Linked DNA regions of Sus scrofa: all the other regions are linked to region 1. Evidence: chromatin contacts called from public Hi-C and HiChIP or PLAC-seq data. All regions are on one chromosome and are shown on one strand. Each heading gives the region's core, a stretch centred on a gene start, on an enhancer-like site or on the middle of the called end of the contact. The rest is flanking DNA. Distances are from core to core; before and after follow the strand shown.

What was found. Hi-C and Micro-C count contacts between places; a contact is called where the count stands out from the background. HiChIP or PLAC-seq counts read pairs in DNA pulled down with a chosen protein or histone mark.
Region 2: an H3K27ac HiChIP or PLAC-seq map of alveolar macrophages shows a contact between it and region 1. The contact joins the promoter of CFAP126 here to the promoter of TOMM40L in region 1. A contact is called at or near these places in 2 of 5 promoter capture datasets (fetal liver and liver), 5 of 47 Hi-C or Micro-C datasets (embryonic fibroblasts, epiblast stem cells, liver and 2 more) and 1 of 2 datasets of contacts at active chromatin or transcription factors (alveolar macrophages).
Region 3: a Hi-C map of alveolar macrophages shows a contact between it and region 1, with 2.7 times the contacts expected there. The contact joins the enhancer-like site here to the promoter of TOMM40L in region 1. A contact is called at or near these places in 3 of 5 promoter capture datasets (fetal liver, liver and skeletal muscle), 31 of 47 Hi-C or Micro-C datasets (adipocytes, adipose tissue, alveolar macrophages and 17 more) and 2 of 2 datasets of contacts at active chromatin or transcription factors (alveolar macrophages and skeletal muscle).
Region 4: a Hi-C map of liver shows a contact between it and region 1, with 1.9 times the contacts expected there. The contact joins the promoter of SDHC here to the promoter of TOMM40L in region 1. A contact is called at or near these places in 3 of 5 promoter capture datasets (fetal liver and liver), 11 of 47 Hi-C or Micro-C datasets (alveolar macrophages, embryonic fibroblasts, epiblast stem cells and 4 more) and 2 of 2 datasets of contacts at active chromatin or transcription factors (alveolar macrophages and skeletal muscle).

Annotation. Positions count from the first base shown.
Region 1 is chr4:89,232,144-89,238,992 of Sscrofa11.1, reverse strand. TOMM40L (mitochondrial import receptor subunit TOM40B) reads left to right here and starts at 3,489. Exons shown (of 10, transcript XM_003125660.4): 1 at 3,489-3,729; 2 at 3,950-4,202; 3 at 4,494-4,561; 4 at 4,856-4,948; 5 at 5,215-5,316; 6 at 5,465-5,570; 7 at 5,751-5,873; 8 at 5,978-6,054; 9 at 6,237-6,339; 10 at 6,478-6,849. The coding sequence starts at 4,088. The coding sequence ends at 6,617. APOA2 (apolipoprotein A2) reads right to left here and starts at 1,479. Exons shown (of 4, transcript NM_001186294.1): 1 at 1,450-1,479; 2 at 1,207-1,282; 3 at 784-916; 4 at 1-101. The coding sequence starts at 1,258.
Region 2 is chr4:89,104,127-89,110,975 of Sscrofa11.1, reverse strand. It overlaps CFAP126 (protein Flattop), which reads right to left and starts at 2,928. Exons shown (of 7, transcript XR_001308305.2): 1 at 2,714-2,928.
Region 3 is chr4:89,132,571-89,139,419 of Sscrofa11.1, reverse strand. It overlaps SDHC (succinate dehydrogenase cytochrome b560 subunit, mitochondrial), which reads left to right. Exons shown (of 6, transcript XM_003125659.6): 5 at 21-184; 6 at 3,163-4,010. The coding sequence ends at 3,267. CFAP126 (protein Flattop) reads right to left here. Exons shown (of 7, transcript XR_001308305.2): 7 at 5,895-6,565. Among named protein-coding and RNA genes, the nearest start is that of CFAP126, 28 kb to the right of the region's middle. Within about 2 kb of position 4,244, at least 5 of the 83 cell types and tissues checked have an H3K27ac peak or open chromatin away from gene starts, as enhancers often do. A contact at or near this core is called in alveolar macrophages and retroperitoneal adipose tissue, where this site is marked.
Region 4 is chr4:89,166,045-89,172,893 of Sscrofa11.1, reverse strand. It overlaps SDHC (succinate dehydrogenase cytochrome b560 subunit, mitochondrial), which reads left to right and starts at 3,730. Exons shown (of 6, transcript XM_003125659.6): 1 at 3,730-3,831. The coding sequence starts at 3,812.

The DNA.
Region 1 (6,849 bases), core at 2,240-4,739:
GAGTTTTGAGGCCAATGAAACTGCTCAAGAAGTTAAAGATATCAGTTCCAGCCTTCTTGACCAAGGGTGTCAGCTGCTCCTGTGTCTTCTCAAAGTAAGTCCTGGATGTGTGAGACATTAGAGTTAGTGTGAGGGACTGGCAGGGGCCTTCTTGGTGGTGGGGTGAGACCCAAGTGACCAAATTCTAGTGCCTGGTCTCTCCTGGCATGGCAAAGCTCTTAGGAGGAGAGGCAAGCCCTCTACCAGGCAGAGGAACAGACTCTAGAGATAGAAATTCAAAGCCCAGTTCATGCTGCCCCTCTCTGTCCAAAAGGTCCATTGGATTTAGGGGGAGATGAGGAAATTTTCTTTCCTTTTCTTTCTTTCTTTCGTTCGTTCGTTCGTCCTTCCTTCCTTCCTTCCTTCCTTCCTTTCTTTCTTTGTCTTTTGTCCTTTTAGGGCTGCACCCGAGGCATATGGAGGTTCCCAGGCTAGGGGTCTAATCAGAGTTGAAGCCACCGGGCTACACCAGATCCGAGCCAAGAATGTGAACTATACCACAGCTCAAGGCAACGCTGGATCCTTAACGCACTGAGCAAGGCTAGAGATCAAACCTACAACCTGATGGTTCCTAGTTGGATTTGTTTCCACTGTGCCACAATGAGAACTCTGGAATTTTCTTTCTAATTTAAACCTCATCCTCCCTAACCCCCATCCCTGAGCTCAATCTTCTGTGGGACCTTGGAGCTTCCCCTCTTTCTCTCCCCAGCCCCTGGTCCTTGAACCCCTTTTGCTGAGACTTACTTGGCCTGAGTTTGAAGTTCTGAGCCCTTGGCCTTCTCTATCAGGTCCTTGCCAAAGTCAGTCACGGTCTGGAGGTACTGAGAGACCAGGCTCTGCAGACACGGCTCCTCTGCCTGTCTCCGAACCAAAGCCCCTGCGTGTACATAGAAATACGCACACACACAAACACACATGTCTTGTCAGCTGGGTCCCCAACTATGAGGCCCACGTCTCTGCCAGTATTCAGCCCCAGCTCTCAGCCCCCTCCCCAAACAGGTATCCAGCTCCAGGTCTTTGGATGGGCTTTATGGGCTTTAGCGAGGGCATGATTTTCCTTGTAAGCGCTTCAGTTGTCAGACCTGGGCATAGGCTCACAGACAGATGGACAGCTAGGACCCAAGCAGTTTTTTTCCGCCTTGGGATCCCTCTCCATAGCACACTCACCTTCAAGGCTACAGATAGTGAAGAGCAGCACAGCTATGGCAAGCAGCTTCATGGTGTTAATGGTGGGAAAAGTGGCCTGCGAACAGTTGGGCACAGGGGAGGATCATGAAGCTGAATTGACTTCAGCCCCTCCCCAGGGACCACCTTGCCTAGATGTCCACACCAACCTGATTCCCTCCCTTTCCACAATTAAATCCCGGTCCTCTTTGGATGCTGCCCACACCTCTTGCTCCCTTACGGTACCTGTCAGTGTCGCTGTCCTTGCCGAATGTGCCTGGCCTGGCTGGGGAGGAGCTATATATCTGTCTGCTTCCCCACCCCCCTCTCAGGTAACAAGGACTTTGGAGGGGCCCAGTGAGGCAAGAACTATATTGGAGTAAACAAATTGGAAACATGGGGGAGGAGAGGATAAGAACATGGGGGACTCAGGATGAAGGGGTGGGAGGCAGGAGTGGAGGCCAAAGTGGGTGTCAAAGGGATACACTTTAGGTCTATTCAAGATTCATGCCTCTGGGGCCTGGGGCCAATAGTCCTTGGATTTGAATGCTTTAGGAAGCAGGATTTCTGTTTTTGTTTTTGTTTTTGTTTTTTCCTAGAAAACTCCGACATATCAAGCCCATAGCCCTTGCCATCTTTGTCCCTTCATGGGTAGATATCATCTCCCAAGCCTACCTCCCTTCACTGCAACTTGGCGGAGAGGTTATTGGGGAACAGAAGAAAGGACATGAAATCAGGGGCAGGAGTGAGGGGAATGTAGGTTAGGGGAAGAAGGGTTAGGTTCAGAGGGCAGGTATGATTGACTCTGTCCCTTTTTGAGTTAATGTGTAATGAATGAGAAGGGGAGAAAACAGAGCCCAGAATGACCTTCCTGAGAGCTGATCAGAGAGCACAGCCCACCCCCAATAAAACAAATTCAGAAAGCAGCCTCTTCCCTGCCCCTGAATTGGCGTGTTCTGGAGGAAAAATGAATGAAAGGCTTCTACCAAGGATAAAGGTTGAAGGTCTCTGGGCATTGGATCCCCTTATCAGTTCTAGGCGGTGGTCAGTCAGTATGAGTCAGCAGGGGCCATAGTATCCTGACCAAGGCCCCCGGCCCTAATCCCTGGACTGATTGTGAGGGAGGGCAGAGGTGCATTCCCCAGGCCTACGGCTTTTGGGTGAAATCAGCTCAACAGATATCAGAAGCATTTGTATCTTTCATCCTTTTGCCCTCAGACGTGTATGTAGAACATTCCTGAGAGATGGGAGTGGTAATGTAAGAGATAGTGAGGGAGGCAACAGGAACCCAAGAGATTTTATTCCATTTTCAACTATTCTCCTGTGGAGCACTTAGAACTTTTTTTTTCTTTTTGCCTTTTCTAGGGCCGCTCCCGTGGCATATGGAAGCTCCCAGGTTAGGGGTCTAATCAGAGCTGTAGCCACCGGCCTACGCCAAAGCCATAGCAACGTGGGATCCACAGCAATGTGGGATCCCTGCTGCTTCTGCAACCTACACCACAGCTCACAGCAACACCAGATCCTTAACCCACTGAGCAAGGCCAGGGATTGAACTGGCAACCTCACAGTTCCTAGTCGGATTCGTTAACCACTGAGCCACTACGGGAACTCTGAGCACTTAGTACTTGAAGGGCACTCCATTGACTTGTCCCTGGCTTTGGAGTGGAGTGCATTTGAGGGCAGGAGTCCACATGCCTAGATTTTATTTGCCAGCTCTGCCTAGGGACTCAGGGAAGGGCCAGTTCTTTCAGGGAACAGAGCTAAGGCTGCATCCCATGCTCCTCTACCCCAAACTCTCACACCCATTTCCATTCTACCGAGAGGTGAACTTTGAGAGGCGTGGACCTCCAGGGAGGGAAGTGTGGGTCCATTTTCCTAGGGAGAGCTGTATTTGTGACTCGAAGTCATCTGAAGGTGTACTGTGCGCTATGAAGGACTTTGAGGAAGAGTCCCCAGGGGTTCTGGGGGTGTATGTAGTGGGGGCACCTAGGAGTTACATGAAGCAATGTTCAAAAATGTTTTCACAGTGGTTCCCCCAGCCATACTTCACAAAACGTGTCTTCAGGTTAGATGGTGCAGGGATCTTTAGTGGCTCAAGCTCCAAGATGCTCCCTCTAGTGTCTTGCATGCTCAAAGATTCTTTCCGACCTTGGAGAGGCAGGGCGATCTAAGGCCATCTACTTGAGTAAGTCTAAGAAGCCACCAATCAAGCTCCGCCTGTCTCTGCAGTGCCGGGGTTGGAGCTTTCTGAATGTGAGGTCTGTCTTTCCTTTGTTTCCTCTTCTCCCATTGGCTTGTGGTCAGCAGCCAGGCAGTTTTTTTTTTTTTTTTAAATAGATTGGGCGGAGCCCAATATAGGGAGGATTAGGAAATCTTTTTTTTTTTCGCCCGGTTCCAAGATGGCGCCCATGACCACGCTGGGAATGCAGCGTGAAGCCGCAGTTATGCCATCACTCAAGATGGCTGCCCCCATCAAGATGACCGGGGTGTGTCGGGGGGAAAGGGGCAGCATGAAGGTCTGAGACGGTAAGGGTTATTGCTCCACCGCAAGCCTCGCCTTGGGGCCTGGGAATGAAGAGTAGAAAGACTAGGAAACTGGGTGAGCTCTGTGGTGGAGGCAAGAATTAGAGCGGGGGGGAGGGTACAGGGGTGACAGGTGGGGTGAGGAATTAAAAATGGGATGGGAGTGTGCTTGGGGTTCAAACTCCCCACCAGTGCCTTCTCCCACCTACTCTTCTTGTTCCAGGTCTAGCGTCGGACCATGTGGAAGTTTCTGGGATTAGGGAGCCAGATAATGGGGGGTGGGGCCCGTGGTGGGTAGCGGGAGCAATAGCGTCCTTTCCCAGGCGAACCCCGGCTCCCCTCCCCTCTCCTCTGGACTGAAATGGGGAACACATTGGGCCTGGCACCGATGGGCGCTTTGCCCCGCCGGAGCCCCCGTCGAGAGGAACCTCTCCCCAACCCTGGGAGCTTCGATGAGTTGCACCGGCTATGCAAAGGTGAGAACTTGGCATTTGGACGCCTCAGGTTGAAGAGGCAGAGAAGGGGAGGGAAATGCTGGGTGTCCAGTGATGGGAGCAGAAAAGAGGATGTCACAGCTGGGGTATGCAGCCTCAGGGAGGATCAGGTGCCCCAATGGAGGGGAGCATTTCCTGTTGCAGCACTTGAAAGGAGGTCAATTCCTCCAAATCACTGTCTATGGGATTGAAAGGGGAGACTACTTCGTGGGTTGGAGGTTCCTTGTCTGTGCTTATTCCTTCCCTTCCCCCCCTCCCCTCCACTCCCTTCAGATGTATTCCCAGCACAGATGGAGGGAGTGAAGCTCGTTGTCAACAAGGTTCTGAGCAGCCATTTCCAGGTGCTCCCACTTCTCTGGCCCCTCCTTACTACTCCTCCCTTCCTGTCCCTGGACCCTCTTCTTTCCTTTGTACCCCAGTTTTAGGCAGGCTATATGGGACAAAAGAGGGAGGATATGGGGGCTCTACTTCCTTTGCCTGTGGGACTTGTTGCTTTTAATCTGATGACCCGCTGCATATGTTGGAATGTATGGGTTTCTTAAAAGACCCGCTGGATGGGGAGAAGATGAAGGGTGGGATGGGGGATTGAAATGGAGCAGGAATGTTCTCTCTTCCACTGACTTTTCTTTCTTCAGGTGGCTCACACTGTGCATATGAGTGCTCTGGGTTTGCCCGGCTATCACCTCCATGCGGCCTATGCAGGGGACTGGCAACTTAGCCCCACTGAGGTGAGGGCTCCACACACCTGGGTTATCCCCGAAAAGCCCAGTTGGGACCCAGGTGTAGAGGAGGAGGAAATGTGTGTGTTCTGGGGAAGAATAGGTAGGGCACCTCCTCTGTGTTTCTGCTGAATGGGAGAGGGTAGAAAACATTTCTGTGATGTCTCTGTGGCTCCACTAGGGGGCGCTGGGCACTGTTAAAGAAATCCTACATTTGGCTTTAGTCGGAGTTGGTGCCACCCAGTTCATTCCTAACTGTGGACACTTTTCAACAGGTGTTCCCCACTGTGGTAGGAGATATGGACAGCAGTGGCAGCCTCAACGCCCAGGTCCTGCTTCTCTTGGCAGAGCGGCTCCGAGCCAAGGCTGTCTTCCAGGTGACCCATGGTTCCTGCTTCCATCCACTGAAGCATTTCCTCCTTCTCCTCCAGGAGTGTCCTGCTCTGGGGGCTCCAGGGGGAGGAGAAGCAGCACGAGTGATTATAGAGAGGGAGGGCAATTTTACTTCTTGCTCTCCCTACCCAGACTCAGCAGGCCAAGTTCCTGACATGGCAGTTTGATGGCGAGTATCGGGGAGATGACTACACAGCCACTCTGACCTTAGGAAATCCTGACCTGATTGGGGAATCGGGTGAGGAATTGGCACAGGGTTCTTTTTGTCTTGGCTGCCCATTTGCTAATAATGTTGGCTGTGCCTCTTCGTTGTTGGTTCAGGGATTAGTAAAGAAACTTCTTGGGCAGGCTGGGGTGGGGGCTGCTGGAGGTGAGGGAGCAGGCTTTCCTCTATGACTGACTCCATGTCTCCCCACAGTGATCATGGTCGCTCACTTCCTGCAGAGCCTCACTCATCGGCTGGTGCTGGGAGGAGAGCTAGTTTATCATCGGAGGCCAGGAGAAGAAGGGGCCATCTTGACACTGGCTGGGAAGTACTCGGGTATGGGGTGAGGAGGAATAGTGATGGGGAGGACTCGGCTGGGGTTCCTGGCCTGTGTTCTACTACAGTAATGCTCCTTTTCTCTTGTACTTTGGTTTTTACAGCTGGACACTGGGTAGCTACATTGAATGTGGGATCAGGTGGGGCCCATGCAAGTTATTACCACAGGGCAAATGAACAGGTGAGTCTACTGATCCCATCTCCCACCCCAGCAAGTCCCTCCGGACCTGCTGACCTTCTGTTCCTCCTGCCCACACTGCACAAGCATTTCATGAGTGCCTTCATTCTTGCTGATGCCCTGTCAGGACTCCTCTAGTCTTCACTCAGACAGATTCCTCTCCCCTCCTTGCCTGTGGTTCTCAGGTTCAAGTTGGAGTAGAGTTTGAGGCAAACACAAGGCTACAAGACACAACCTTCTCCTTTGGTTACCACCTGACTTTGCCCCAGGCCAACATGGTGTTTAGAGGTAAGGGTTATTCAGATGACATTCAGAGGTGCTAAGGGACTGGGGGTCGGCAGTGGGATGGAAACTCTGCCTCACTTCAGCAGATCCCTTTCTCCAAGACCTATTAAATAACCTAGTGTATATTCTCTTTCCCAACAGGCTTGGTGGATAGTAACTGGTGTGTGGGTGCTGTGCTGGAGAAGAAGATGCCCCCCCTGCCCGTCACCCTAGCCCTCGGAGCCTTCCTTAATCACTGGCGCAACAGATTCCATTGTGGCTTCAGCATCACTGTGGGCTGAGGTTGTCCCAGAGCCAGCCCCTACAGCAGCTGGAACCTCTGAGTCAGGTGCCCTAGGGCCAGAGACTAGGCCCGTCTCCAGAGCTCACCTTGCTGGGTGACCTCTAGGTCCCAGGAGCAGAGTGGGGACAGGACCATGCCCTCCTCAGAACTGGAGCTGCCACAGGAGCAGCTGCTGAGGCAGTGGCTTCAGGCTCCCACTTCTGCCATCAGCCCCAGTGTCATCTTCCCAT
Region 2 (6,849 bases), core at 1,679-4,178, 130 kb after region 1:
AATGATTAAATGACATTGTAAATTACTGTAATACAAAGTTAAGGTAAAACAAATGCTAGTCATTATGATTAGAAAGTGTATATATATTATCTGACAATACCACCCAAAGCAATCTACAGATTTTTTTTTTTTTCTTTTTAGGGCAGCACTTGTGGCATATGAAAATTCCCAGACTAGGGGTTGAAATGAAGCTACAGCTGCTGGCCTACACCACGGCCACAACAACTAGGGATCTGAGCTGCATCTGTGTCTTACATCACAGACAACACTCATGGCAACGCTGGATCATTTAACCCACTGAGCAAGGCCAGCGATTGAACCCGCATCTTTATAGATACTAGCTGGATTCATTTCCACTGTGCTACAATGGGAACTCCAGAAATTTACAGATTTAACATGATCCCTATCAAATTACCCATGGCATTTTCCACAGAACTAGAGCAAATAATCCTAAAACTTATATGGAACCACAAAATACCCAGAAATTGCCAAAGCAATCCTGAGGAAAGAATAAACCTAGAGTAATAACCCTCCCAGACTTCAGAAAATACTACAAAGTTATAGTAATCAAAACAGTGCAGTACTGGCAAAAAACATATGAATCAAATGAACAGAATAGAGAGCCCAAAAGTAAACCCATACACCTACAGTCAATTAATCTTTGACAAAGGATGCAAGAATATACAATGTAGAAAAAGTCTCTTCAGCAAGTGCTGTTGGGAAAGCTCAATAGCCACAAGTAAATCAATGAAGTTAGAACACACCCTTACACCCCACACAAAAATAAACTCAAAATGACTTAAAGATTTAAATATAAGACATGATACCATAAAACTAGAAGAGAACATAGGCAAAACATTCTCTGACATAAACAGCAGCATTCTCTTAGGTCAGTACACCAAGGCAATACAAATAAAAGCAAAATAAACAAATGGGATCTAATCAAATTTATAAGAGCTGTAGCTGTAACTTTTACAAAGCAAAGGAAACCATAAACAAAACAACAACATATGAACTGGAAGAAAATATTTGCAGGAGTTCCCATTGCGGCTCAGCAGAAATGAACCTGACTAGTAACCATGAGGACACAGGTTCGATCCTTGGCCTTGCTCAGTGGGTTAAGGATCTGGTGTTGCCGTGAGCTGTGGTGTAGTTCACAGATTCGGCTTGGATCTGGCGTTGCTGTGGCTGTGGTGTAGGCCAGTAGCTACAGCTCCAATTCAGCTCCTAGCCTGGGAACTTCCATATGCCTCAGGTGCAGCCCTAAAAAGACCAAAAAAAAAAAAAAAAAGAAAGAAAGAAAAAAATATTTGCAAACACTCAACCAACAAAGGCTTAATTTCCAAAATACACAAACACCTCATACAACTCATTAACAACCAAAAGCTTTTGCTGTTTAGTTTTTTAACTTTCTTAAAAAACTAAAAATAGAGCTATCATATAATTCAGCAGTCCCACTCCTGGGCATATACTTGGAAAAGATGAAAGCTCTAATTTGCAAAGATACAAGCATCCCAATTTTCACAGCAGGACTATTTACAATAGCCAAGATTGAAGCAACCTAAATACCCACTGGGAAAGGAATTAACAAAGAAGATGTGGTATAGATACACCCTAGACTACTACTCAGCCAAATAAAAAAATGAAATAATGCCATTTGCAACAACATGGATGGACCTAGAGAGTATTAAGTGAAGTAAGTCAGAAAAAGGCAAAACTATATGATGTCATTTATATGTGGAATCTCAAATATGACACAAATGAACTATTTATGAAACACAGAAAAAAACTTCCAGAGAAAGCAAACTTTGGGAGAGTTCCCTGGTGGCTCAGCAGGTTAAGGATTTGGCATTGTCACTGCTGTGGCTCTCATCACTTCTGTGGCATAGGTTTGATCCTGGATCAGGAACCCAGGCATGCCGAGGGCATGCCCAAAACAAAGAAATATAAACAAACACCTCCAAACTTATGGTTACCAAAGTGGAAAGGGGGTAGTAGAGGGATAAATTAGGACTATAGAATTAGCAGATACAAGCTTATTATGTATAAACTAGACAACAAGAATTTGCTGTACAGCACAGGGAACTATATTCAATATCCTTGTAGTAAATCATAATGGAAAAGAATATGAGAAAGATTATATTATGTATAACTGAATCACTTTGCTATGTAGCAGAAATTAACACAACATTGTAAGTCAACTACACTTCAATTTAAAAAAGACCAAAAAATGTATATTAGCATTTTTTTTTATATTAGCAAATTAAAGACCCCAAAACCTATTTAATTAGAGAACTGCTGAACTCCGTTGAACCAGAGTTTTCCTGGTTGACACATCCATAAGAACACTTTTAAACAGCACGCCTATAGTTGGTATGAGAGGATCAGAGAGGAGATCAGGACCTGGAGTGAACACGACCCAGCTGGAACACGCACAGAGCTATGAGGTGTTCAGATCTATGGGATCACCACTCGCCTCGGAGTAAGGCCGGGTCATTTCCAGCTCCTGGTGCCCAGCCCCAGATGCCAACCGGAGGCTTCTTGGGCGGTGCTCCACTTCCCTCCCACCAAATGGGTACCGTGACTTCGTGCTCTCACTGTCGGGAACCGATCAGCACTTCACAGGCTTCCGGTCCTGACTCAGGCCTGATTTGCGGGAAGGTTCCCAACCGAGGTGGCCAAGACAAACCAGCGGGCGGGGCCGTTCGCAAACCTGATGACGGGGAAGGCCCGACACTTGCAGGCGAGAATCGAAGGCGGCGCGCGGACGAGAAGCTGGGCGGAGTAGGCGAGCGCGGGGCGGGATGTCGGAGGGCGGAGGCTAATCCGCCTCCTCAGACTTCCGGGAAAGCCTGCCGCGCCTTTTCTCCAGGCTTCAGGCCTTGTATTAGGATTCTCTGTTTGCACCGTTAAGACGCTGAAGTTGGCCTTTGCGCAGAATTCGTGTCCTAGAGACAGGCTCTACGTCAGCGCGCTTGGCCCATGGGCCCAGATTTCAGGTCTGTCTGGGGGTTCCTGCGCAACTGCTTTCGCTCGGTCACTGCCCCGATGGTGGCCCTGGGAGCCTGCGGAAACGGAGGAAGTGGGGGTTCGGTGCCCCCTGGACGCTCCCAGGAATAAGAAGGCGAAATCACCACGCAACGAATTAATTTTGAAGTGCGCGTTTTTATCATTTCATTAATGTGTCCATGTTTTGTCTTTGTAATGAAAATTTATAATCTCACCTTTATATAACTAGACAGCTCTTTTGATAATGCGTCTTTCTTTTCAACCATGCTCCAAGTTGTCTCCCCACTCCAGTTTGTATTGCTCTGACACTTTCAGTTAAAATTATGCCACATACACGTCTCATTTCTGTTTACTCAATGTTTTTTTGTTTGTTTGTTTGTTTGTTTAGGGCCGCACCTGCGGCATATGGAGGTTCCCAGGCTAGGGGTCCAATCGCAGCTGTAGCCGCCAGCCTATGCCAGGGCCACAGCCATTCGGGATCAAAGCTGCGTCTGCGACCTACACCACAGCGCACGGCAACGCCCGATCCTTAACCCACTGAGCGAGGCCAGGGATTGAATCCGAAACCTCATGGTTCCTAGTCGGATTCTTTTCTGCTGTGCCATGACGATAATTCTCTCTTTTTTAACCGTAAAAACATTTGAGGAGCAGCAGAGTAAGGATCGGGTTGTCTCTGCGAGAGAGTTGGATCGCTGCTGATGTGGGGTTCTATTCCCAGACCTGCTGCAGCTGGTTAAGATCCTGCATTACCGCATCTGTGGTGTAGATCTCAGCTGCGGCTCAGATTGGATCCCTGGCCCAGGAACTTCCATACACAGGGGATGCAGCTGAAAAAGAAAACAAAACAAACAAACGGATTGTTTTTGAAAAGGTAGTATATAAAAGTGATAAAAATATAAATTCACATAGAATATAATTAAATATGAATTTATATAAATATAAATTCATACAGAGAACACAAACAGATGGTTGAGGGAGAGAGGGGTGGGGGCAGAGAAATAAAGGAGGGATAGAAAATAAAAAATAAAAAAAGGGTTCCTGCTGTGAACTGCGATTGATATTATCTCTGCAGTGCCAGGATGCAGGTTCCATTCCCCCTCTATAGCACTGTGGGTTAAAGGATCTGGAGTTGCCACAGCTGTAGCTGCAGCCTAGAGTAGTTGGCAACTGCAGTTCAGATCTGATCCCTCGCACTGGGAACTCCATATGCTGTGGGGCAGCCAGAAAAGAAAAAAAAAAAAAAGTGTGTGTGTGTGTGTGTGTGTGTGTGTATATATGTTTAAATCTTATTTCATATCTATATGAGATAATGGGTGTTCACTACATTTATTTTGGTAATCATGATGTAAGTCAATCATTATGCTGTACACCTTAAATTTATACAATGCTATATGTCAATTATATCTCAATAAAACTGGAAGGGGGAAACAACTGCTAGAATAAAAAACAGGAGTTCCCTGAGTTTCTATCCGGGTGCAGTGAAAACAATCCAAGTAGGAACCATGAGGTTGTAGGTTTGATCCCTGGCCTCGCTCAGTGGGTTAAGGATCGGGCGTTGCCGTGCGCTGTGGTGTAGGTTGCAGATGAAGTTCGGATCTGGCGTGGGTGTGGTTATGGTATAGGCCAGCAGCTACAGCTCAGTTCAACCCCTAGCCTGGGAACCTCCATATGCTGTGGGTGTGGCCCTAAAGAGGTTTAAAACAAGAAAAAAGAAAGAAAGAAAAAGAATAAAAAACAAATGAAGACTGGCTTTGAAAATTCCCTGAGCAGATAAAACAAGTTTAGTTATACAAGCAATGCTTAATTTAGCTTATTTTATAAGACAAGGGAGGCTAACTTGTCCTGAGTCACTTCTTGTTTATACCTCTGGAAATCATAGGCAAAACTTAAATTGTTCCCCAAAATTAGTGTAAGGTAACCACCAACCAATTTCCTATCACTTAAGAAAATTCTAATATTGTAACCAATCATTGAAAAATAAGCAGTCACTGCCTCCTCACTAATACAAGCTTCTTTATAACAATACAGTTGTCCCTTTACATTCATGGGTTCCACATTCTTGGATTCAACCAAGCAAGAATCAAATAAATTCAGAAAAAAATATTCCAGAAAGTTCCAAAAAGCAAAATTTGAATTTCCTACAAGCCAACAACTATTTACATGGAATTTACATTGTATTTACAGCTATTTACATAACATTTACATCGTATTAGATATTGTAAGTAATTTAGAGATGATTTTAAGTATATGGGAGGATGTGAGTAGGTTCGAGGCAAATACTATACCATATTACATAAGGAACTTTGGCATTCAAGGATTTTGGTGTCTGAGTGGGGATCATGGGACCAGTCCCCCCCAGATGTGCAGGGATGATGCTATATCCCTTTCCTCCATGTTTTGGTTTGAGTGCTCCTGGTTCGTGAACTTTTTCATTCTGTGCACAATAAACTTTTGCTAACTACAACTTTGATGATTCATTGGTTTTACTTTTTTTGTTTTGTTTTTTCCTTTTTAGGGCCGCACCGGAGGCATATGGAAGTTCCCAGCCTGGGGGTCAAATGGGAGCTACACCACAGCCACAATAATGTGGGATCCTAACTGAGTTTGCAACTTACCCCACAGCTCACAGCAACACTATATCCTTAACCCACTGTGCGAGGCCAGGGACTGAGCCTGCGTCACATGGATACCAGTTGGGATTGTTACTGCAGAACCACAACAGAAACACTTCATTTGTTTTACTTCTGTTGCTGAAGTTTTGACAAAGTATACACAAAGAAAAGTAAGTTTTCTTTCCAGCTCTACCCTCAATTCTTCATTGTCGTGGCCTGTGCACGCAGGTTAGAAAGAAGAGTTTTCCAGCATAGTGAGGTGAAAAGAAAGAAGAGTGTATTGAGATGAGATGGACTCTGCAATATGATTATCAGATATGACTTCCTGATAATTAGGGAGAGTGGCCCCAGGTGCTTGGTGGTGTCTGTTTTTACAGCCCAGGGAGAGAGGAGGTCTTATGACACACCCATTGATTTGCTGATTGGCTGGGGAAAGATGGGGTCTTCTGATATACTTGCTAATTGGTTGGGGGCATATAAGGTTGCTATAGGGGCCAGGTGAGGAGTGGGCCATATACCTTTCCTAGTTGGGGGTAGGAAGGAGTAGGCCCATTTGCTCAAGGTGGGGGAAGGGGCATTACAATGAGACACGTTGGGCAATGATAAGGGTCTTGTCTTGGCCAGAGGTTTTGTTTTGTTTTTTTTGGGGGGGGGTCAATGCCCATGGCATGCAGAAGTTCCCTGGCCAGGGATTGAACCCACACCACAGCAGTGACTCAGCCACAGCAGTGACAACACCAGATCCTTAACTCCCTGAGCCACCAGGGAACTCCTTGGCCAGAGATTTTGAATTCTATCTCCTTGAAGAGGCCATGAAGCCCAACACCCATTCCTTTTCTCAGAAGCAAGCATAGTTATCAGTTTCTTGTCTGCTTGTCCTAGATAATTAAATATGTATATGTATCTATATGTGCATAAATATAGTTTCACCATTTTTCCTTATTCCAATACTACATGTTATACATACTGCTCTGAACTTGAATCTTTTTTTTTTTTTTTTTGCCTTTTTAGGGCTGCATTTGTGGCATATGGAAGTTCCCAGGCTAAGGGTTGAATCAGAGCTGTAGCCTCTGGCTAGGCCACAGCCACAGCAATGCCAGATCTGAGCTGCGTCTGAAGCCTACACCATAGTTCATGGCAATGTCGGATCCTTAACCCACTGAGCAAAGCCAGGGATTGAACCTGAGTCCTCATGGATACTAGTCATATTCTTTTCTGCTGAGCCATG
Region 3 (6,849 bases), core at 2,995-5,494, 100 kb after region 1:
CTTGCTTTGTTTTTCCTCAGGGGTCTCTCTTTTTGGCTTGTCTGCCCTCTTGCTCCCTGGGAACTTTGAATCTCATTTGGAACTTGTGAAGTCCCTGTGTTTAGGGCCAACACTGATCTACACAGCCAAATTTGGGATTGTCTTCCCTCTCATGTATCACACCTGGAATGGGATCCGACACTTGGTAAGTTAACTGTAGACTTAAGTACATTTTCTGGGTGAAAGGAATGGTAAGGCTAGGAGGAATCTGTCTTTCGAAGGTCTGGCTTGAGATCTGTTCTTGAAATTAGTTGTGTTGGACCTTTGCTGGGGGCGCCTCTTGGGAAAGCTCAAATAATGCCCTGTGTGTTGATGGGCAGCCCAGTTGATGGTCTAGCTGAGCACTAGATGTAGGCCTGGCCATTTAAGAGGAATGTCACTAAAAGAGAACCCTGAAGCCAGACCATACATCTGGTTTAGAAGGCATATTTATCAGACAAATAATTGTTTCCTGTTGTGTCAGGCACTGTTGTAGACATTGGGGATTCATATGAGCTAGATGACATAGTTGCTGCTTTTAGTCTTATCTTCTGTCAATCCAGACTGACAAATCTGGCTGGAGTTAAATATACTTTTTTTAATCTTGATATTGGATTGTGTTAACTGCTTTTGTTTTTTCATTCATTTTGAACTATTGGATAGAAGAATGGGGCCAACTTTAACAGAAACTGGGTGTGTATAATCCCAGATTTTAATATTGGGTTTGGAATTTTTTTGTTAATGGCCGCATCTGTGGCATATGGAAGTTCCTGGGCCAGGGATGAGACCTGTGCCTCTGCAGTGACCCAAGCTGCTGTAGTCTGGTACTTAACCTATGCACCAAAGCAAGAACCCTCACAGTCTTTTGCTAGCCTGAAATCTGTCCCTTTGTCTCCTGCATGATCATGGGGTCAGTTCAAACTGGTGACTCCTTTGTATTAAGGAATTAAAGCTTAATTAAACCTTTCCCAGGTCATAGATCAACCTCTCCTCCAGCATTTTAAGATTTATGTTTTGGGGTCTCTTTACCTTTAGTCCTGCTTCCTTTCCCAGGAAGATAATTATAGCTTCATTCTTCCTCATTTTTTATTATTTCTCAACCTGAGCCACCTCTCAGTTGGATGCTTTTGCCTTAATTTGACCTTTTGTAACTTCTGCATCAGAGCTCTGAGACAAGCACTTTCTGAATTTCAGTCTGGTCCAATAGTTTAATGGAATCAGAAAAGTGAGAGAATAAATGACCTATTAAATTAAGTGTATCTATCAACTGTTCCCTGGGGCAGTGTTCAGTTTGATTCAAAATGACTTCATTTCCCTCAGGGAGGGGATGGAGAGGGAGGGCATTTCCACTAATGACTTCGTATTCCACAGAACAAAGCTCTCCAATGAAAATCAGCTGATCAGCTTCCTCTGCTGCTCCCCTAGCTCAGGCAGGGACTTGCCATATATTTGCATATGTCTCATTGTTGGGGGAGGGAAGGGAAGGAGGTTTTATAAAATGTCAGAACTAAGTCAAGGCTTTTCTTAAGCCTTTAAATCTGCTTTTGTTTGTTGTCCTAGCAAGTCCTGGCTCTGAGTGTGGGACAGGATTTTATCTGTTCTGTGTGACAGTCCACTGTTCTTTCACTCTGAACTTGATAATTGTCTTGCCAGAAGATTTAATGGGGGAGTGGAGGTGGGGTTGATTTAAGAAAGTAGAAGTGACAGGATCTCAGTATGCTAGAAACTATCCCTCTATCACTGCCACCCAGCAGAACTCAGTTTTTTGTTTTTATAAAACACTATGCCTTTTTAAACAAAATAACTTTGTGGAATCTGATTGACTCCTAATCTTCCCTAGGTAGAAGCTCTTTAGAAGCTAAGGTAGGGGCATCTTGATCTCATCTCATCTTGATTTTTTTTTTTCTGGGCTCTCTTAATTTTTCTCTAAAGCAGAGAAAAAAATTTAATCAGTTTTATATTCAGAGTGTGGGCATCTGTGTGTGTTGAGGCCATCGTGTGTGGAAAGTGAGAAACCTGAAGACTACTTTTGTTCAAGAGGGTCTTTCAGAAATTCAGAATATAATATGTTAATATCCCTAGAGGACAAAAGAGTCTAGATCAGTGGTTTTTTTGTTTTGTTTTTTTTTTTTTATACTTAAAGTGAGAATATATTTAAGTGATTACAAACCAGATGCATCTGCAATAGATCAGTGGTTTTTAAATTGCGGTTTTTGACTCATTATGTAGAAAATCAATTTAGTAGGTTGTTACCAATAAAATAATTTAGAGTTTTCATGTGGCTTAGCAAGTTAAGTATCCGGCATTGTCCCTACAGTAGGCTTGGGTCACTGTTGTGGTGCAAGTTCAGTCCCTGGCCTGGGAACTTCTGCATGCCGTGGGTGCAGCCAAAAAAGAAAAAGAAAAGAAAGAAATTTAGATAGAATACAACTTAATATAATGATAAATATTGCTTATTATTTCATGAACTTTTATATATGATATATAATACATATGTGTGTATATACACACACTCATTAAAAAGATATTTCTTAGTTGGGGATGGTCACAGTCAAAACAAAATTGAGAAATATTATTCTAGATCGCAAGGAGTATTTTTTAAAAATACCTGTCCTCTGATTGGACAAATGGTCCTTCTCAAAGGGGGTTCTGTGGTTGGCTGTATCTAGGAAATCATGTATATTATATCTCCATTTTGGAGATTAGCAGTGTGTATTAATAAATTATTTGAGAGGTCTTATGGGTAAATACCAAATTTATTTGAACATAGAACTCTTTCCCCCTACCATGTAATGCCTTTTACTGTTCTGAGGATCTAGTTTTTGGAGAATTACACTTTGGGAAACACTGATCTTGTTTTCTTGTCATGAGGGAAAGTTTTATCTATTCAGTCTGGAAGTTCTTATATATAGGGCTAAGGGTGGATCCCTTTTCTGTTACTGGGATAAGTAGGTGGTGGTAGGTACGTTCTGTGGGTTTTGAGAAAGGTGAAGGTAAGGAATAAGGGGAGAAGTGCTTTTCTCTAGAATCAGGCTGAGAGAAATTGTCTGTTCCTAGATAGAGCTCCTTTTTGAGAAGGGAACTGTGAGAGTGACCAGGACCCTAATTGATGAAAAAAAAATTTTTTTTTTCTTGTTTCTACAGATTTGGGACCTAGGAAAAGGCCTGACGATTCCCCAGCTAACCCAGTCTGGAGTGGTTGTCTTGATTCTTACTGTGTTGTCCTCTGTAGGGCTGGCAGCCATGTGAAGAGCTGAGTTCCCAACATCATCGTCCTGCAAATTACTACATTGATTTATCTTCCTATTTGTTGCTGTTATCTTCAGCCAGGGCAAAGCTCTGACCCTTTTGTGCTTGCAGACCCTGTTGGAGCTCAGCAGTAGAGTACGTTATAGAACCATAGTAGTGGAAAAGTGTCCACTTTTCCCCTTATTTTTAAAGATAGAATGACTGCAAAAACTCCCTTTTCCTGCCCCCAGCTTGCAGCCTACTCTAGGCCTGGGAGCCCTCATTCTCTCTCCATATTGGGCCTTGATTTATGCTGAGGGTCAGCTTTTGGCTCCTTTTTCCTGAGACAGTAGAAACAATGCCAGCTCTGTGGCCCCTGCCATGGGGACTGGGAGTGGGGGCTTTGGGTGCCACTGCCTGTGGGTTGCTGGCTTAAAGGACAATTCTGTTCATTGGTCAGAGCCCAGGGTCTTTAGCACCCACACAGTGTGACTGAAAGGAGAGGGGTGGGGTGGAGGGGAATTAGCTTGTTCTGGCTGGAGTGAGATAAAGAGGGTAAGTTGGCTCATGGAGCAGGTGCTTTGGGGAGAAGATGTATATAGCTTTTGATGCAAGAGGAAGATCTGGAAAATGGTGGTTGAACCTATTAAGGGTCATTTCTCTTCTTTACATTTCCAGAAAAACCAAGCCTAATATGTTTTCTAATCCAAATTCATGTGACAGCTTTTTCTGACAGTGAATTAAAGTTATCATTTTGTCTTTGACTCTCCTTGATATCTTGAGAAACCAAGGGCATAGCGGTTGGGGAGGATCCAGTTTCCTCCCCCTCCTTCTGGTCTCAGGCATTTACATCGCCCAGTCTGACCTTTCTCAGGAGGGAAGCAATTTGTCCTACAAGTGACCAGTGGAAAATTCAGAGAATCAACTATAAGTAGCCAAGGATTTAATGTCATGCCGAAATCTCAGAGAAGGAAGAAGCAAGAGGAAGGAAGTTAAGCATGCAGAGAGCTTGAGGTTATTACAGGCTCCAAAATCCCACTGAGAACTGATCATAAGCTTCAAGGCAATTATAATCTAGTGGAACAGTGGAGGTGACAGCCAAGGGCCCATGAGCTTAGTATGTAAACTTGAGGAGAAAAGAGAATAAAGATAAGAAAGGAGAGATTTTTGGAAACCTGGAAAACTTTTTATAGTTTATTGAGAAAACTTGATACTTTTTTGTTTGTTTGTTTTTTGTCTTTTTGCTATTTCTTTGGGCTGCTCCTGCGACATTTGGAGGTTCCCAGGCTAGGGGTCGAATCAGAGCTGTAGCCACCGGCCTACACCAGAGCCACAGCAACGCGGGATCCGAGCCACGTCTGCAACCTACACCACAGCTCACGGCAACACCGGATCATTAACCCACTGAGCAAGGGCAGGGACCGAACCCGCAACCTCATGGTTCCTAGTCGGATTCGTTAACCACTGCGCCACGACGGGAACTCCTGTTTGTTTTTGCTTTTTAGGGCCACAGCTGACATATGGAAGTTCCCAGGCTGGGGGTTGAATCAGAGCTTTAGCTGCCAGGCTACACCACAGCCACAGCAACCCGGGATCCAAGCTGCGTCTATGATCTACACAACAGATCATGGCAACACCAGATCCCTGACCCACTGAGCAAGGCCAGGGATCAAACCTGCATCCTCATGGATACTAGTTGGGTTCATCATCACTGAGCTGCAACGGCCAAATTTGCTACTTTTATAATAAATCTGTAGAGGCCCTAACTCCCTTGGCAGGAGCACTGTTTTGATAGTTTTTGGAAACTCTGGGGTGATGGATCTGTCTTGTCTGTCACTCTGAGTTGTTAGCCAGCCAGTTAAAGCTGCGGGTTGGAGAGGAGTAACGATGACTAACTGGTCTCAGTGGAGAAGAAGATCTTAGCTGCCTCAACAGTCTTCACCCCAGCTCCCAGATACTGTTTGGCTCTAAGTGATGATCACTTCTCCCTTTTTGCTAGAGTGGTGCTGAGCAGTCTCTGTAGCATTCCTCCAGGTTACACCATATGTCCTGTGTACTTGTCTCTGGAGTGAGGTACGTATGTTCACAAGGGAACAGTTGGGGTATTGGGCCTGGGAGAGGTTTGGCAAGGGCATTAAGTTTAATAGCCCTTGCCAGAAAGATGCAGAATAGGGATGATGATAAACAGAAATTGGAGGCTGGGAGATGAACAGGGGATTTCTTGACTTTTTTGGTGACTTCTTATCATTCAGGTGATTAGGATGGGGGAGGGGTAGAGTGGTCATCATGTTTGTTATTTTGTCCTAAATTTCTGCTTACTGTCTCTATTTTTCTTCTGTACTCTAGTCATTTCTGTTCTTCAGTTTTCTTTCTTTTTGGGGGGGGGGCTCACCTGCAGCATGTGGAAGCTCCTGTCCTGGGCCAGGGATCAAACTTGTGCCATAGCAGTGACAAGAACCACAGCACTGACAATGCTGGATCCTTAACCCACTGAGTCACCCGGGAGCTCCCTGTGTCTTCCGTTTTCAAATTTTATTTGTGCTTTTGCTTCAGTTGTGCTTTTGTAACTATTTTCCCCATGTGTTCTGTCATCAGATACGAAGCCTTAAACAAAGATTCCATCTTCTACTCTGGTTTCCTATATGTTCTCCCCCCCACCCCCCGCCTCCTCCAAATGTGCATATACATATTCTACTAATGACTGTACCTCAAACTTTGAAGTTGTAGTTCATATTCAGGGTGAAAAATGAGATGGGTGAGGGACTAGTTATTTGATGTTCCTTTTGCTCAAATTTCCTCCTGGTCATTTCTGGAGTATAATTGACTCAATCCTTGTAAAAATGTTTTCTTCTCCCTACTCTTTCCTTCAACCCTCCTCCTAGTTATGGGTTACAAGAGGCAGCCATAGCAAGAGGGAAAAATCCAAATCAGTAAAAGACTCAACAATGTTAATTTTCCAAATTTGCCTTTACTCCCATCCATAATTTCCCCGACCGGGTGTCACTCAGTCCCCAGACAGCTTTTCTCAGTGTGGTCCCTTAGTCCCTTATGGAGTTCCAAGTTGGCATTTTTGGACCTCAGCTAGTTTAGGACCTGCACAGTGTTCAGGCATACACGGGCTTCCAAGTGAGGTCTTTGGAGAGTTGGCTGGGCTTTGGGGACCTGGAGTGTGACCTGCAGAGGGATGTGAGCTTTGGGGATGATCTGGGGAATTGAGATTTGAGCCTGGGGAGCTTGGGATTATGGTTGATCTTGGAGCTTGTTGTACTGTCTTTATGATAGACTTCCCAAATTTCCTCTGGCCGTCTGGATCGTGGGGCTGTCAAGAGTGGAATAGAGGAGACAGTTGTTTTAGGTTAGGCCTAGATAATTCCCAGTTTGTCTCAAAATTCTAAATCTCTTTCTCCCCATTTCATGGGCAAAAGGTTAGGTTTCAAATAAGCATAGTTAAATTTGATACCCCTAACTTCCCTTTGAGATCAGATCACTTTTTACAGTGTGTAGGGGTTGTGGATAAGGTGTCCTTAGCTTATCCCTTCAGGTCTCAGAGATTGCTTAAAGACTAAACTGGGTAAAACAGAATTGGCTAGAGGTTCCCCCTGC
Region 4 (6,849 bases), core at 2,481-4,980, 66 kb after region 1:
GCCAGTTCGTGGAGGGCCTTAAATGACAGACTAGAGGGTGATTTAATTGGGTACATCATAAACATTTCCTGCAGTTTGGGGAGTGGTATTTGGGCTTAGGAACTGGAGTGACTACATGGTCAGAGCTGAGTTTTAAGACAAATCTGGCCGGAAAAATCATTTAGACCAGCGCTCTCCTGATTGTTGCTTCCTTTGTTTTCTTCCTTGGGATCATCTGCAGTGATTTAACTTTTCACTGAATCTCTCACACTCCTATCTGGAATGTTTTCCCTTCTCTCTTCCCCTTCCTTTTTGTCACCTCAGGCCTGGGCTAGACCTTGATTCTCTCCTGCTTATTTTTAAGATAAGCCCTGCTCATAGGGGCCTAGCCTTAAGCCTTTGAATTTCGGTATGATTCATTTCATCAATTTTGGGTTCTAGAGGTTAATTGAGGGGAGAGGTCACTGTTAGTTTCTGCTAAGGGACCATTGCAGGCTCATTTGTAAAGCCAATCTCCTGGTACCTTCCAGACATCTCCTTACACCACTGTTTTGGTGGGTTTGCTGATTAACATATTCCTTTTCTTTTTTTTTTCCTTTCTCTCTTTCTTTCTTTCTTGGCTGTGCCTACAGCATGCAGAAGTTCCTGGGCCAGGGATCAAATCTGAGCCACAGCAGTGACAACGTTGGATCCCCAACTTCTAGGCCACCAGGGAAGCCCATGATTAATATGTCTCTATTTTTTTTTTTTCTTTTTCAGCCACACCAGTGTCAAGTGGAAGTTCCCAGGCCAGGGATCTAAATCCAACTGAAGCTGCAACCTATACTACAGCTACAGCAATGCTGGATCCTTATCTCCCAGTACCACAGTGGGAGATCTGGTTTGGTGATTAGCATTGATTTGGTTTGTGGAGCTCAAAATATGGGGCTTGGAGTTCCCGTCGTGGCGCAGTGGTTAATGAATCCGACTAGGAACCATGAGGTTGCGGGTTCGGTCCCTGCCCTTGCTCAGTGGGTTAACGATCCGGCGTTGCCATGAGCTGTGGTGTAGGTTACAGACGTGGCTCGGATCCCGCGTTGCTGTGGCTCTGGTGTAGGCCGGTGGCTACAGCTCCAATTAGACCCCTAGCCTGGGAACCTCCATATGCTGTGGGAGCGGCCCAAGAAATAGCAAAAAAAAAAAAAAAAAAAAAAAAAAAAAAAAAAAAAAATGGGGCTTGATCATAAACTCCACAGGCAAAATCACCATTATCAATAAATGTTTATAGTATGTTGTAGTCAAAATCCCTGCTTAACTCCATCTCTCCAGTTGTAATCACTTTCTCCTTTTATCCCCCACCCCTTTCCTGATACCCCTTTCATAAGTTGGTGGTGTGTGTGTGTGTGTGTGTGTGTGTGTGTGTGTCTTTTTAGGGCCACACCCACAGCATATGGAAGTTCCCAGGCGAATCAGAGCTGTAGCTGCCAGCCTACACCACAGCTCATGGCTACACCAGGGATTGAGTGAGGCCAGGGATTGAACCCTCGTCCTCATGGATAGTAGTGGGGTTCATTACTGCTGAGCCATGATGAGATTTCTGAGTTGCTAATTTTTTTGTTGTACTTCTTTCTTTTTCTACTGATCCTAAGGTTATAAACCTCTTGAGAATATACAAGTTTGTATCTTTGAATCCCCTAAAGCACCTTCACAGACTCTGGCAAAAAGTCAGTACCACGTATGTTAAGTGAAATTATTTAAAGAGCTAAGTGAAAGAGGCATTCATTAGGTTTGTTAATGTGAAGTTTCAGAAGGCCAGAGTAGGAGTTCCCGTCGTGGCGCAGTGGTTAACGAATCTGACTAGGAACCATGAGGTTGCGGGTTCGGTCCCTGCCCTTGCTCAGTGGGTTAACGATCCGGCGTTGCCATGAGCTGTGGTGTAGGTTACAGACGTGGCTCGGATCCCGAGTTGCTGTGGCTCTGGTGTAGGCCGGTGGCTACAGCTCCGATTCAACCCCTAGCCTGGGAACCTCCATATGCCGCGGGAGCAGCCCAAGAAATAGCAACAACAACAGCAACAAAAGACAAAAAAAAAAAAATAATAAAAATAAAGAAGGCCAGAGTAGGATCAATGACTAGAAGTTCAATAGCAAAGAACTGTATTTTATTTAATTAATTAATTTTATTTTTTAAATTTATTTTTGGCTAAGCCTGAAGTGGTCAGGAATGAAACTCCCACCACAGCAGTGACCTAAGCCATGTCAGTGACAATGCCAGATCCTTAACTGCTGGGCCACCAGGGAATGCCAAAAAACTGTATTTTAACATAATTTCCATGACGAAATTGTTTACTAAATGAAACTTTTTGTTTTTTGTCTTTTTAGGGCCGCACCTTCGGCATGTGGAGGTTCCCAGGCTAGGGGTCTAATTGGAGCTGTAGCCGCCAGCCTACGCCACAGACACAGCAATGCAGGATCTGAGCGAGTCTGCCATCTATACCACAGCTCACAGCAACACGGGATCCTTAACCCACTGATCGAGGCCAGGGATGGAACCTGAAACCTCGTGGTTCCTCATCTGATTCCTTATCCACTGAACCACAACGGGAATTCCTGAAACTTGTTTTTTGAGGTATCCATTATTGAATGTGTTAGAGCAGTCGTGAAGATCAGCTGTCAGTAATGTTGCAGAGGAGATTCCTGAACTGGTTAGAAAATCCAGGTCAGAGAGTCTCTAAGCTTTCTTCCGATCCAGAAGTTTTTTAAAGTGCTTTTTTTTGGCCAGCATTACATGCAAAACAGTACTTTCATTTAATGCAGAAGCAAGTGAATCTGTGCTATTTAAGCCCTGAAAGGAAAAGTGCAGGAGTGCTAAATATAAATGAGATCTGAATATTAATGTAATTAATATGTTTTATTGTAGAACAGGAGTTGCCCTGGGCTGTCTCCTTCACTCCTCCTCACCCTCCCTCCTCAAAAGAGGCTCAAGAACTTTTGTGCTCTTCCATTTCTTTCCACTTGCTTGTTTTATCCCTTTAAGTCCTAAGTGCTCTGGAAGTGACTGCTGTGTTTGGATCCCTCAAAACTGTTTTTATGTATACAAATCAAAGTAAGTTCTCCCCACCCCACCCCAGGTTCTTCTGGCAGTGGGTGTCACCCACATAGCCCTGAAAGAAGGAAAAGGGAGCCTTGTCTTTGGTTGGTGGGCGGCTAGCCCTTGTGGCAGCTCAAGCCCAGTCGTTGTGAGGCATAAAACTAATCGAAGTGGTGAGAGGAGGTTCCCAGTCCTTGGGAATGGTGGTCTTCGAGGTTCTTTCTCCCACGGACCTTCTGCATTGTATCTCTGTATTGGTGAAGGTTCACTTAAGAATGGGAAGGAGCCTAAGCATCTTTTTCCCTGGGTGTCTCAGTTGCCCTTACCCAGACATTTTCAGTCCTACCTGGGAGGAGTAGGAAGTGAAACTAGGCTGAGATATCCTCAGGGAAGAAGGTGGGCAAGTCCTCTGCTTTGTGGTGCTAAACAAAATGAATGTGTCCGCAGGTGAAACGCAGTCTGCAGAATCTGAGCCGGCGGCAATTTTGCGAAAGCCTTGGTACTTTACGGTAGAAGTCCGCTGAGAGGCAGGGGCGGAGACCAATTGAGCAAAAAAAAAAATATATATATATATCAGCAAAGAGGCTGAACTGAGCTGAGCCAGAAATAATCAGCAGAGTCTGATTTGGGCTGAGCCAGAGAAGCTGCCAATCCTCTTAAAGAGCCAGTGTACTCACGTGACAGAAGCCCCCGCCCACTACCCCTCCCCTCACCAGAGTGGTGAGGCTGTCTGGCGTCACTTCCGTCCAGGCCGGAACCCAAGATGGCTGCGCTCTTGTTGAGGTGACTTTAGTGTGGGGCTGGGAGTCAGTGCCGGCGGCCCTTTGGAGCTCTGCCCTGGACCCTCACGTCTTGCTGACAGCTGTTTACCCCGTGTCTGGGCAAGGAGGGGACCCGTGGGTGGAGGTCACGCGCCCTGGAATCCTAGAGACCCTCCCCTCCCCCAGCCGCTCCTGTGAACCCTGTAGGGCTTCAGGGTCACTGGCCGATTATCTTTTCCTTACTCCTTACAGATGGGTGGCTGGGCTCTCGCCCTTTCTACTTTTCCCACTTTTCGTACTTCTTTTTCCCAAATTGCTCACAGTGCCGCAGCCAGAGACGAGCTCCGAGAAAGTAAATAGCTGACTTCTCTTGTTTAGGGATTGGGCTTCGAGGTGAGGGATCTTGGTGTACTTTGCCTTTGCGTCTACTCCTGCAGACACCAGTTGCTGGCGATGAGTGGGTACTGCCCAGTTTCGTAAAGGGGCCCTGGCAGAGAGTGCAAGAGTCCTGGACCCCTACCCGGCTGCGTTTAGCAGTAGCGCCAATAGTGGTCGCTCTGCTACCCCACAGCAGCCAGGAAATTAAATTTTAGTTTATTTTTTGAGTTGGGAGGTGGAGGAAATGGATGACTCCGTTTTTCCTCTACAGTGTCACCTCGTCCACAGAAATAGCCTAGATTTTTTTTCCATTCTGAACTGTCCACTGTATACAAGGCCTCCTCTTCTGCTCAGAGCTTTTCTAGCCATAGCAACTTTAGTGACTTTAGACACTCTTGGTACAAATCCCAGCATAGTTTCGTGCCAGCACTATTTTTGGAAACTATTTTGTTATGGAAAGTTAGCTTTAATGCTGTTGAGATTTAATTTCTGATTTCCCCAAATGCCTTCTCATTTCTCTTTCCACTTCAGTCATGCAGTATAAAAATAGACAGACTTTATTTAGGTTTTCTCTGTGACAAAATGATTCCTCTTGGAGTTGAGAGCAGGGATCAGTATCTTAATCCTTCATTTTGCTACCTGCCTCTTATCTACAGATGTGTCTTTTTTTTCGTAAAGTCTGCCGGAGTTAGTCTTCCCAGACTGCGTTCTTTGTTACAAGTAGTTTGACCGTAATTGAGTACTTTTGATTTCTTTGATATATCATAATTTAGATGTCACAGGCTTTTTGGTGGAATTAACATGCTTGAAATAATCATGTTGGGTCTGTAACAGTTCGTTTTAGAAGTTTCATGATGAAATAAGGGATTAAAAACATTTTTTTCTTGATGGAAGTTATGGGCCTAATTCTAGTTCTCTAGAGGAATTTGGAGCTTTTATAATGTGCTGATTTAACCTCAAAGGAAAATACCTTCTAAGGAACCCTAGGAGCTGGTTTCTAGTTCAGTAATATCACTAGTTCCATTCTTTTGGACAAGTTGAGGTTGTTGATTACATGATTGTGGTTTCTTCATTTGTGAATGAAAATAGTAATAACGTAAACCTACGTAAGAGAAATCATGACTGAACATTAGTTTTTTTCTTTTTTGGCCGGCCTGAGGCATAAGGAGTTCCCTGGCTAGGGGTCTGAGCCATGCCGCGGCTGTGGCGACGCCGGATCTTTAACCCACTTTGCCAGGCTGGGGCTCAAACTGAGTCCCAGCACTTCAGACACTGCCAATCCCCTTACACCACAGCGGGAACTGCTGGCTAAACATTTTTAATGCTAGGTTAACAAAAATTATTAGTTATCACCGAATAGTATGTCATGGCTTTTGAACAGTGCTCTGTATTTTATATACTCCCTAAACTGTTCACAGCCTCTCTAGGGATGAATAACCACCTGAGTAGCACAAACTCCATTGGCATTTAGCAAGGAATGATTCACCAAAATCAATTTGGAGATAAAGAACTCAGCTAAGAACGGCTAGGCTTCTACCTAGTAATGTTCATGCAGCTTAAGCACAAAGCCACCAGGAGTCATTAGCCTTCTGGACATTGCTTGTCATATTAAATGCTACATCTGAAACACCCTCTAAAAATAAGGCTTAATTCTGAATTCCTAAGACTGCTTTTTTTTTTTTTTTTTTTTGGTCTTTTTGTCTTTTTTGTTGTTGTTGCTATTTCTTGGGCCGCTCCCGCGGCATATGGAGGTTCCCAGGCTAGGGGTCGAATCAGAGCTGTAGCCACTGGCCTACGCCAGAGCCACAGCAACGAGGGATCTGAGCCGTTTCTGCAACCTACACCTCAGCTCACGGCAACGCCAGATCGTTAACCCACTGAGCAAGGGCAGGGACCGAACCCGCAACCTCATGGTTCCTAGTCAGATTCGTTAACCACTGCGCCACGACGGGAACTCCCTAAGACTGCTTTTTAAAATAAGTATACTTATTCACAAAGCATTTTTTTGAGCCTCTAGTACATTCTACATGTCATATAATAGATGCTATGGATGCAGAGTATTCCAGCCAGTTTTTGAGGAGCTCAAAGTTTAGCAAAGGAGATAGATTAATTATTAAGCAGCATCATGTGATTCCCCCACACACACACTTTTTTGGCTGCCCCTTGGCATATGGAGTTTCCAGACCAGGAATCAGATCCTAGCCATAGTTGCAACCCAAGCTGCAGCTGCAGCAACGCCAGATCCTTAATCCTTAACCCTCTGTGCCAGGCTGGGGATTCAACCTGTGTCCCAGCACTTCTGAGATGCTGCCAATCCCATTGTGCCACATCGGGCACACCAACATAATGTTGATTTAGAGACATGAACATCTGTCATGTATGGGAGCATGACAGGTGTAGCATGTAAGGCTAAAGGGGTGACAAAGTTAGCATTTAGGGGTTGTTGGGTCTTAAAGGATGAGTTTTTGAGGCTGTGAGGGTGGTCCATTCAGAGAATAGCCTGAGCAAAGGCATATGGTCTTAAGAGGGCTTGCTGTCTGGAGTAAATGTAACATTCAACATAGTAGAGGTATAGAGGGCTGAAGAGAACTTGTGGGAGAATAGGCCTGGAGAGTTGGATTGGGGTCATGTTGAGAAGGGCCTTGTTTGACCACAGTATGAA